Regions from separate parts of the Sorghum bicolor genome. Here region 2 is linked to region 1. Evidence: chromatin contacts called from public HiCAR-type data. All regions are on one chromosome and are shown on one strand. The core of a region is the stretch at or near the end of the contact, and the rest is flanking DNA. Distances in the headings are between cores, read along the strand shown. Region 1 holds the start of LOC8061664. Region 2 holds the start of LOC8061666 (ervatamin-B).

The links. HiCAR-type assays count read pairs that join an accessible place to other places.
Region 2: a contact with region 1 is called in a HiCAR-type map of leaf, with 3 times the contacts expected there. The contact joins the promoter of LOC8061666 here to the promoter of LOC8061664 in region 1. A contact is called at or near these places in 1 of 4 Hi-C or Micro-C datasets (leaf mesophyll) and 1 of 1 datasets of contacts at active chromatin or transcription factors (leaf).

What each region holds. Positions count from the first base shown.
Region 1 is chr2:18,316,888-18,322,227 of Sorghum_bicolor_NCBIv3, reverse strand. It overlaps LOC8061664, which reads left to right and starts at 3,109. Exons shown (of 2, transcript XM_002461914.2): 1 at 3,109-3,677; 2 at 3,839-4,484. The coding sequence starts at 3,282. The coding sequence ends at 4,366.
Region 2 is chr2:18,530,971-18,536,310 of Sorghum_bicolor_NCBIv3, reverse strand. It overlaps LOC8061666 (ervatamin-B), which reads left to right and starts at 2,380. Exons shown (of 2, transcript XM_002461916.2): 1 at 2,380-3,024; 2 at 3,248-4,062. The coding sequence starts at 2,475. The coding sequence ends at 3,840.

The DNA.
Region 1 (5,340 bases), core at 1,860-4,359:
ACAGAGAGAAGACCTTAGGTGAAGCTGAGAAGACATTTATTTGTTGGCGCAAGCGCTTCATAATTATTCCTCAACACAGGTTTGTGTATGATTTTACTTCTTATATTATTTATTATGTATTGAAATTAAAAAAAGTTTGCTCACAAAACTTGTAATAGTTTTCTTTGCAGGGACTCCTCCAACCTAAGTCCACTTCTCTCCCCAGCGCATCATAGTGCTGCGGGCGGTGACAATGCTGGATCTCCTCCAACACCTGCGGCGGCCACACCGACCCCGCACCGCCTCCACCACGGTCTCCACCTCCTCCACCGAGGTCTCCAACTCCTCCACCGCGTTCTCCAACACCGAAAAGATCGGCCCCACCACCTCCACTGCCTGCACCGCCCTCTCCAAAGAGTACACGGTCGGTCCCCTCACCTCCAAAGCGAGGTAGTCAGAAGCGGTCCGCCCAAATACGACCGAAGTCATCGGTCCCACCTCCAAAGAAGACTGCCTCAGCAAAGAGAGCTAAGACACCAGAAAAATTACCTTACGAAAAGAGTGAAGAGGAGGTAATTGCTGCATCCAAACCTGAGGTGAAACAATTTTTTGATAAATTGAAGGAGGATAGAAAAAAGCGGCTAAACCCAGAGAAGTCGTACTTTTATGTAAAGCCATCGGAACTGAGGCAGAAGGTGGCGGACCAGCAAAAGAAGCAACGTGAAGCTCAGAAAAAGACAGCACTTTCGGGCTATGAGCGGTCTCTGGTCAAGTCTTCACAGCCTAGAAAGAGAGTAGGAAAGGGGGTCCCACAGCTCGGAGAAGTATCAAAACCGGTGCCCCTTTGATTGTGCCAAATCAATACGACTCAAATAAAGACTTGATGCCAAAGAAATCCTTAGCGTTGTCTGAGCTAGACTCGCTTGAGCGTTACTTTGGACAGAGCGGTTTAAATGTGGAAGAAATTGCCGCCATTATTGGATGCCAAACATTTGAAAAAGCTGAGGTAGTTGATCAATGGAGGGCAAGATATGACCCGGGCAGGAGTCTATTCGACCCTCAGCATTTACATGAGCTCGGCACACAAATGTTTGCAATAAACAAATGGTGCATCGAGGCGTCTAAAAGGAGAGAGAATTTGATTTCTATTCGTATTAGACAACATCACTACTTCCGTGGAGATGACCTCATATACGTGCAGTTCGAAGAATTGCACCAATTATGTCACCTCGACGCTCTCGACAAATCTCTTGTCAGCTACTTTTGTCTGTAAATATTTTTTTCTTTTTATTATACTTATAACTTCTTTAATTACATGTATATAATCCTTACACACTTAGGATTTGTATGTATATATGCAGGCACCAAATGAGAGAGCTCAGAATCAGAAATGACAATAGTATTGGGTTCGTTGACCCTTATATTGTTTTCAAAGCTCCGCAAGCAGTGTGGACAGCAGCTCATGAGACAAAAGTTTGCACCAATCTTCTGAGGTTCTTTGTGAACCAAAAAGAAAAACAAAAAATACTCTTCCCCTTCAACTTTGAGTGAGTTATATAGTTATTAAATGCATGCATATTTTATTTTAATAATTATTACTCGAGACAAGTTTTATATAGTTATATATAGGCCTGACTATGTATATGTGTGTAAACAGCTTTCACTGGATACTCATGGTCATTGAAATTCCCAAGAACCGGTTGATAATCTTTGACTCAATGAGAAAACCACAAGAAAATTATCAACAAATGGTAAACATTATTCAAAGGTACGTAATGTCGATCTCAGCTAGAAGAATATCATAATATTACTCTGTAATTATTAGTTCATGATCCACAATGGCTGTGTGTAGGGTTTGGGAAAGATTCATTGACCGTGAACATCTCAGTGGATGTAAAGCGTCGCTTAACATAATACATCCACAAGTAAGTTCTACTAGCTAGCAAACTTTCGCTAACTTTTAGCCTTCTTATTGTCGTGGTCGTGAATATTATATATATATATATATATATATATATATATATATATATATATATATATATATATATATATATATATCGTACAGTGGTGTTTAAGACAAGAAGGGGAACAATCTATGTGCATATTACGTGTGCAAATTCATGATGGCACAAGTCAATCAAACACCCACAGAGACGCTCAGAGTACGTTACATGTCTCTTTTCATTATCTCCTGAATTATATTGAATAACTTAGATAACTAATACCTTTTTTATTTATTTCAAATTAAAGACGAAATGGTTGAGGGAAAAGGTCATACAAAAATACCGAATCAAAGCTATCCAAGAGACAATAGCAGGATTTCTCCACGAGCAAGTGATCAATCCAAACGGCGAGTTTTCACTTCAACGGCAACGAAACTCTTATTCCAAACAACGATGATCATTTCTATCGTTTTTAGACATTGGGAGAAAAAACTCTATGTATATATGTGTTACGAATTTTGTACTTATAAAACTATATATATATAAAGCTTTTTACATATCTATTTAATTTTTGATGTGGCCTATTCATTTTATTATAGGCAAAGCTTAATTATAAAGCTAAGCCTATAATTTTCATTTATATATGCTTAATATGCGTGTAATATAAATATATTATTGTATCAGCAAAAATATATATTGAAAAACCTATTATTATTCTATATAAAAATAATAAACAGAACCGAAAAAGTAAACCAAAAAAAAGAAACCCTTAACACCGGTTGGTAAGTGTTAAAGGGTCCTGCAACGTGGCAGCCCTGGCAGGACCCTTTAATACCGGTTGGTGTTAAGGGGGGGCTTTAGCCCCGGTTTCTCGAACCGGGACTAAAGGATGAACCTTTAGTCTCGGAAGAGCAGCATCGGCTCGGAAACCGGGATAATAGGCCCTTCCGACTTGTGTTCATGCCCGAACGTGTGCCAATGGAATTAACCTCGTTTCGCCACTGGATCCTTGGCGCTTCCTCGTGTCTCACCCGTGTCGTTCCCAAATTTTCAAAAGACTGTCCCCCTCAGCGCTCCAAAAGAAGAGAAGACTGTTTAAGTTTGGTTGACGACGACTTGCAGGATGCCACAAGCCGAGAGAAACGGCAAATAGTGTACTTTTTTTTTTCCTTGAAAGATGTCGGCAAAAATAGTAGTAGACGAGAGCAAAGCTGCCCTGGACGCTACAAATTCCTTCCATCGAGCTGTTTTGCACACGGGCACAGCGAGCCACGTTTGTGCGTAGGCGTACGTGAGAGCTATAGCCAACTCCACCCAAAGACTGGCCTAGATCGACGGAGTGACGGACGTACACGGATCATGATGCTGCTCTCACACTCTTCGTCTACAACCACCACCACCACCACCACCTGGCGGCTAGCAGCCGCAGCGCCGCCGCCGGCTCGCTCCAGGCGCGCGCGCCTCCTGCCTCCACGCGCGCGGGCCGCCGACACGACGACGGGCGTTTCTGGCGCCGCCGACCGCGCGGCCGAGGCGCTTCTCCAGAGCGGGCTGCGCCCGGAGTCGCTGCCGCGGCACGTCGCGGTGGTGATGGACGGGAACTCACGGTGGGCGCGCGCGCGGGGTCTGACGCCCGCCGACGGCCACAAGGCCGGCGGCCGCAACCTGGAGCGGATCGTTGGCCTCTCGCGCGCCTGGGGCATCCGCGCTCTCACCGCCTTCGTCTGCTCCCGCGAAAACTTGAGCCGCCCCAAGGTACGGCCCGCCGCTGCCGCCTTCGTTAACAGCTTAGCTCTCCCTTTTCAATACTTGCATATATATATATATATATATACACACACACACACAAATACTTCGCGGACGAGCCTGACACGTACGCACGGTTTTCTTGTTTCCTCGATCGTATGTGCATGCAGGCTGAGGTGGACTACATGATGGGTTTGTCGGAGTGGCTGATAGGCGACAACATCGACAAGCTGTCAAGGCAGGGGATCCGGCTGCAGGTCATCGGCGACGCCACACAGATGCCAGCGTCTCTGCGGAGCGCGGCGGAGCAAGCCGACGAGGCGACGCGGCACAACTCGCAGCTGCACGTGATGCTGGCGATCTGCTACAGCGGGCGATGGGACATGGTCCAGGCGTGCCGGGAGCTCGTCCGGGAGGCGCAGGCGGGGCGGCTCAGCCCGGACGACGTCGACGAGTCGCTGGTCGCCGGCAAGCTCGCGACGAGCGCCGCCGGCCACGGCGAGTTCTCCTGCCCTGACCTTGTCGTCAGAACCAGCGGCGAGCTGAGGCTCAGCAACTTCCTGCTGTGGCAGTCGGCGTACTCGGAGTTCTTCTTCACCGACAAGATGTGGCCGGACTTTGGGGAGGCTGAGTACCTGGAAGCGTTGCGCTCCTTCCAGGCCAGAGATCGGCGATTCGGTCAATCAAAATTACTCTAGAGCCTTGTTTAGTTCCAAAAAATTTTGCAAAATCGACACTGTAGCACTTTCGTTTGTATTTGACAAAAATTGTCCAATTATGGACTAACTAGACTCAAAAGATTCGTCTCGTCAATTTCGACCAAACTGTACAATTAGTTTTTATTTTCATCTATATTTAATACTTCATGCATGAGTCTAAAGATTCGATGTGACGGGGAATCTGAAAAATTTTGCAAAATTTTTTGAGAACTAAACAAGGCCCAGCTCTCCGAGCCAAAAAAAAAAAAAAAGGTGTCGATGTCGCGTGTAATAGTAGGCAGCATTTGTTCAATGAACACGTGACTTTGTGTGGGAAAAGCAGAATCACACATCAACCGGTTGTTGTTTCTGTCCTCAACAGGAGAGATTTTACAGCCGTCAGATCTTCGGCCGCCATCATTTCTATCGCTCACATCCGGTTACCATCTGGGTGCTGCTGGTTTGTCTGTGTTCTGCCACTGACAAGGCACGGGTGGAGCCTCACCTCAGCTGTAGAACTGCTAGTTATTCTCTTGCTTCTACCAAAATTTATCCCAAACGAGGCTCACGTGGAGCTTTTTCGTTTTTGGCCGGGCTGCGCGTAGGAATCAAAACGATATGGATATTTTCTGACTATATTTGGACCGAATTCGTTTAGAGATATTTAGATCTATCTGTATTCGAGTCTGAATATTCAACATCTAATACCGTATCCGTATCCAAATACTTAAATCGTATATTTATGATGTCCACATGCAATCGTATCTTATCCGATATGATTGACATTATTCGTATTTGAATCTAAATCCAAACAAAAATATGAAAATAAATATAATATTAATAATATTTATTCGTATCCGATCTGTTTAGTTCCCAAAAAATTTTACAAATTTTTTTAGATTTCCCGTCACATCGAATCTTTAGATACATGCATGAAGTACTAAATATAGATAAAAATAAAAACTAATTGCATA
Region 2 (5,340 bases), core at 1,131-3,630, 210 kb before region 1:
AACACCGCTCACAAAAAGGAGATATTTAACTGTATGGCCATAGAAAAAATACATCTTGCTTTTACATGACTCTTTTTATTTTGAACTTACTTGTATGATCCTAAAAAGAAATTTTCTTCCTTCTATGGCCTTCCGTTCTTTTTTGGCACTTGACGGTGTTAAGTCAATAGTAAAATGACTATTTTACCCCTAGTGAAAAAAATACAAAGTTTTGTTTGTCTGTTGTACATTTTAAAATCTATTTGTGTAATACTACTACAAACTTACCTGTACATTTTAAAATATATCTGCGTAATATTCTAAACTTACATGTACATTTTAAAATTTATTTGCGTAATATTACTCCAAATGTATAATAGACAAATAAAACTCCACTTTTTTTTGCCAGGGGCAAATTGGTCATTTTATCCTTGACTTAACACTGTTAGGTGTAGAAAACAGACAGAAGACTATATAAGGAAGAAAATTTTATTGAGGCCATACAGGTAAGTTCAAAATAAAAAAGACCATATAAAGAAGATGTATTTTTTTTTGGGGGGCCATAAAGGTAAATAGCTCCAAAAAGAATGAAAGAACAAACAAGTTGTCACGTCGCACTCCACTCCAAAGTTCTTTTCTTTATATTAGCTAATAAACCATTTTATTTTTATTTGAGGAATGTTTCTATTGCTTGGATATCTATATGTCCCAACAAGAAAAATAAAAAAATGTTTCACAAAAGAAGGGGGTTGAGGGCATGTAAAAGAAAAGAGAAATTATGTGTTGAGGGCATTGGTAACTAAGCCATGTAATGATAGAGAAATTGAAATCTTGCAAACTAAGTCATGTAATAATCTAGCAGATTTATGCACAAAATCCCTACCATACTCCGCATTTCGTAAATGTGTTGAGGGCATTGGTATGAGAAGGCTTAAAGATTTACGAGAATCAGGGGGATAATCTCTATAAGTAGAACCTATTTTCACTATACATTATACTCTTTCCTTTATATGAGTTTTACTCTTCTAGAGTTTTCTCATATAAAGTTTTAAATGAGGTAATAGTTACACATAGTAAATGCCATATTATCTATTTTTCCTCACAGAGGTTTTTCGAGGGTAATATATGACATATTGATCTTTGATCAAAGTTTTTTTAGACTATGTCTTTGGGAATACCCAGAGGGTCTATAAAATTGGGAGTAATATATATCATGGTGTTTCTTCTTATTTTTTCCACTCGATTTTAAGGAGTTTTGCCTGGTATATCGATATACTTCGGTTTTTTCCCTTAGGGTTTTCCAAAGCTACAAGACATTGATTGATGAACAAACAAGGATGCCTACACAAGATCAATTGATCAAGGGGGAGTGTTGAGATTAATTAGGATAATTAATTAGTGATCAATTATTGTAATTCTTGTCATTAGCAACTGCTAATGACGGTTCACCAGTAGGCATCACCGATAGGCACCTTTTCGCTAGAAAGCAACTGCCAGATGTATATATACATTACTGTTCATCAGAATAATACACATGGTCATTTTTCTCATCGACCACAACTTTATCTAACAAGTAAGTAGCGTTTCTTTTTAATGGCTAAACCTACCACATTAATCCTATACTATGATATTGTAATAGACTAGCGATCTAAAGCTATCAAACGATATATGAAAAATAAATAAAGAACCCATCGCATATATAACAAGTCTAAAAAAAATGTGCATCTTAAACGCATATATTATAAAAACAATTAAGATTCCAATAATTTTATAAAGATTCATACGAAAAGAACAAGTTTCATGTGCATATACACTACAAAGGCAAACTTCTCTAGTAGTGCATGTGCACATAAAATTTGTTCTTTTAGGCCTTGTTTAGATGTGAAAAATTTTTGGATTTCGCTACTGTAGCACTTTCGTTTGTTTATGGTAAATATTGTCCAATCATAGACTAATTAAGGTCAAAAGATTCGTCTCGTAATTTACAGTCAAACTGTGTGATTAGTTTTTATTTTCGTCTATATTTAATATTTCATACATATGCCGCAAGATTCGATGTGACAGAGAATCTTGAAAATTTTTTGGATTTCGGAGTGAACTAAACAAGGCCTTAGTATGCTTGTTATAGATGGGGTTTGAATAGTTTTCTTATAGATGTATTATGGATGTGTATCATTTCAGTTTTTTCTCTCAGGTATGTTTTTCTAGTGGGGTTTTTACAATTCTGCCGAGAAGAGATGGTTTGCACAAAATATTTTTCGGAGCATCATTGAACTGGTGTGGTGTGTCTGTCTGACTGGCTCTAGCTTTGTCAGCACAAGGGCCGAGGTGCATCAAGACTTGACTTGTCCGTCCCCTCTCCAATCACAGTTGTGTACGTATATCCATCTCAGCACCACTCGTTTATATATGCATCTCCATCAATCATTTGTCTCATCCTGTTACCATTAGCGTGTAGACCAACCGCGGGCTAGGCCGACCAGTCCCGATCATCCATGGCGTCCTCCTCCAAGCGGTCGCTGCCATGCGTGGTGGTCCTCCTCCTCGCTGTAGTCTTCCACCATGGCTGCTCGTCGGCGACGGCCCACAGACCGTACGCCGGCGACATGGGGAGCAGCACCGACGACAACAGCCCGATGATCGAGCGGTTCCAGCGGTGGAAGGCGGCGTACAACAAGTCCTACGCCACGGTCGCCGAGGACCGGCGGCGGTTCCTGGTGTACGCGCGCAACATGGCGTACATCGAGGCCACCAACGCCGAGGCCGAGGCCGCGGGGCTCACTTACGAGCTCGGCGAGACGGCCTACACCGACCTCACCAACCAGGAGTTCATGGCCATGTACACGGCGGCCCCCTCGCCGGCGCAGCTGCCTGCCGACGAAGACGAGGACGACGCCGCGGAGGCGGTGATCACCACCCGCGCGGGGCCTGTTGACGCCGTCGGCCAGCTGCCGGTGTACGTGAACCTGTCCACCGCCGCGCCGGCGAGCGTGGACTGGCGGGCCAGCGGCGCCGTGACGCCGGTGAAGAACCAAGGCCGATGTGGTATGTACAGTAGAATTCCGTAAACTAAAGAGCATCATCATCATGTCATTCCGTACTGGCAGTCACCAGTCATTTGCCACCTATTATTGCTCTGATCAGCTGTCCCTAATAACCACATGCTTTGTCGTCACTGCGCAAAACACATGCTTTTGCCTGCATCTGCATGTGCTCCCCAACCCAACACATGCATGAATCGGAATCGGATCGTCGGATCGTGGTGCAGGGTCGTGCTGGGCCTTCTCGACGGTAGCGGTGGTTGAAGGGATCTACCAGATCCGGACGGGGAAGCTGGTGTCGCTGTCGGAGCAGGAGCTGGTGGACTGCGACACGCTGGACGCCGGCTGCGACGGCGGCATCAGCTACCGCGCGCTGCGGTGGATCACCTCCAACGGCGGGCTCACCACGGAGGAGGACTACCCGTACACGGGCACCACGGACGCCTGCAACAGGGCCAAGCTCGCCCACAACGCGGCCAGCATCGCGGGGCTCCGGCGAGTGGCCACCCGGAGCGAGGCGTCGCTGGCGAACGCCGTGGCGGGGCAGCCGGTGGCCGTGTCCATCGAGGCCGGCGGGGACAACTTCCAGCACTACAAGAGGGGCGTCTACAACGGGCCGTGCGGGACCAGCCTGAACCACGGCGTCACCGTCGTAGGCTACGGGCAGGAGGAGGAGGACGGGGACAAGTACTGGATCATCAAGAACTCGTGGGGGGCGAGCTGGGGCGACGGCGGATACATCAAGATGAGGAAGGACGTCGCCGGCAAGCCGGAGGGGCTCTGCGGCATCGCCATCCGCCCGTCCTTCCCACTAATGTGACGACATGCATGATGTGCATCCTTTTTTCTTTTTTTTTTCATTTTACGTAATTAAATAGTCAGCATATGACCAATCGAGTCAAACGTTTTTATTCCTGCTATTACGTGTACCATCAGTACACTTGTTGTAAATAATAATCCACGGCACCTCGCGTGTAAACCTTTTATTCTTGTGTGAAAACGACTTCGATATGGAAATGAATTAGGTATGTACGATGAGTCACTGTCAATCGTCATTTACTCGCTTCAATAGACAACATCAAGCGCTCATTATGAAATGCGGAACAACATCAAATTTGGTGGTTGATAGTACCAAGGTTCTGTTTGGATCAACTTTAAATTATAGCGAAGTGATCGATCGAAGCATACCATACCATACCAAACTAGCAGGAAGCCCACGCATTGCAGCAGCAGGCTGCCGAGTTCAATAATATTCGCTCCATACTCACAGAAGTTATTTAGGACAAAGACATGGTCCCTAAAGTCTAATTTTGACTTCTTATTTTTATAAAATTATTTATCAAAAAGTGGTATACATATATTTTTATGAAAGTATGTTTCAACACAAATCTATTTATATAATTTTCACATTTCCAAATTCAACAACTTAAAAATTATTCATAATTTATATTGCTAATAATGTTTAACTTAAATCTTGTCCAAAATGATTTTCTTTATGGATATAGAGGGAGTATTACCATGCTGTGTTAGGAGTTACTCAACCCAACTAAAAATGGTTAAGTATTATAAACACGAAACTGAGCATAAAACACAACACAAAACTGAGCCGCAGGTTGTTTCCGGTTCTGGGAAAGGAACTACTATTCCGACCGAGGAGAACATGCAATTCTATAGGGCAATTCAAAAATTGCGGAAGCTTGGTTTGACCAAGCTGCTAAGTATTAGAAATAAGCTACTTCTCTATATCCATAAAGGAAGTCGTTTATAACAATAATATGGCCTCCAAAACCTAACTTTGACTCCATATTTTTATAAAAATATTTATCAAAAAGTGGTATATGTATATACTTTTATGAAAGTATTTTTCAAGACAATATATGGTTTTCACATTTCCAAATTCAACAACTTAAAAATTATTCATGATTTATATTCTCAATATTTGATCCAAACCTTGTCCAAAATGACTTTCATTATTGGTTTGAAGGGAGTATAACACTTACTATGAGAAATTATATTGAAGCACAAAATTGGTACGGTAGTGCTTTGAATTCAAATATGATCACTCTCCATTTTCATACAAAGGGTGGTTTCATTGAAGATCAAATCAAGAATTTGATTATATCCCTTTCTTCTACCTTCAATTTTATCTCATATTTCATAAGCATAAACAATAAGTGAGTTTAAATAGCTGAATATTCTAGACACTAAAAATCTTAAAATAAAAAACTTACTAACAACAAACATGTAAATCAGATTGGCGATTACAAGTTTGGTATTAACTACATGAATATTCAAGGTCATTTAGAAATTCTAAAATTTT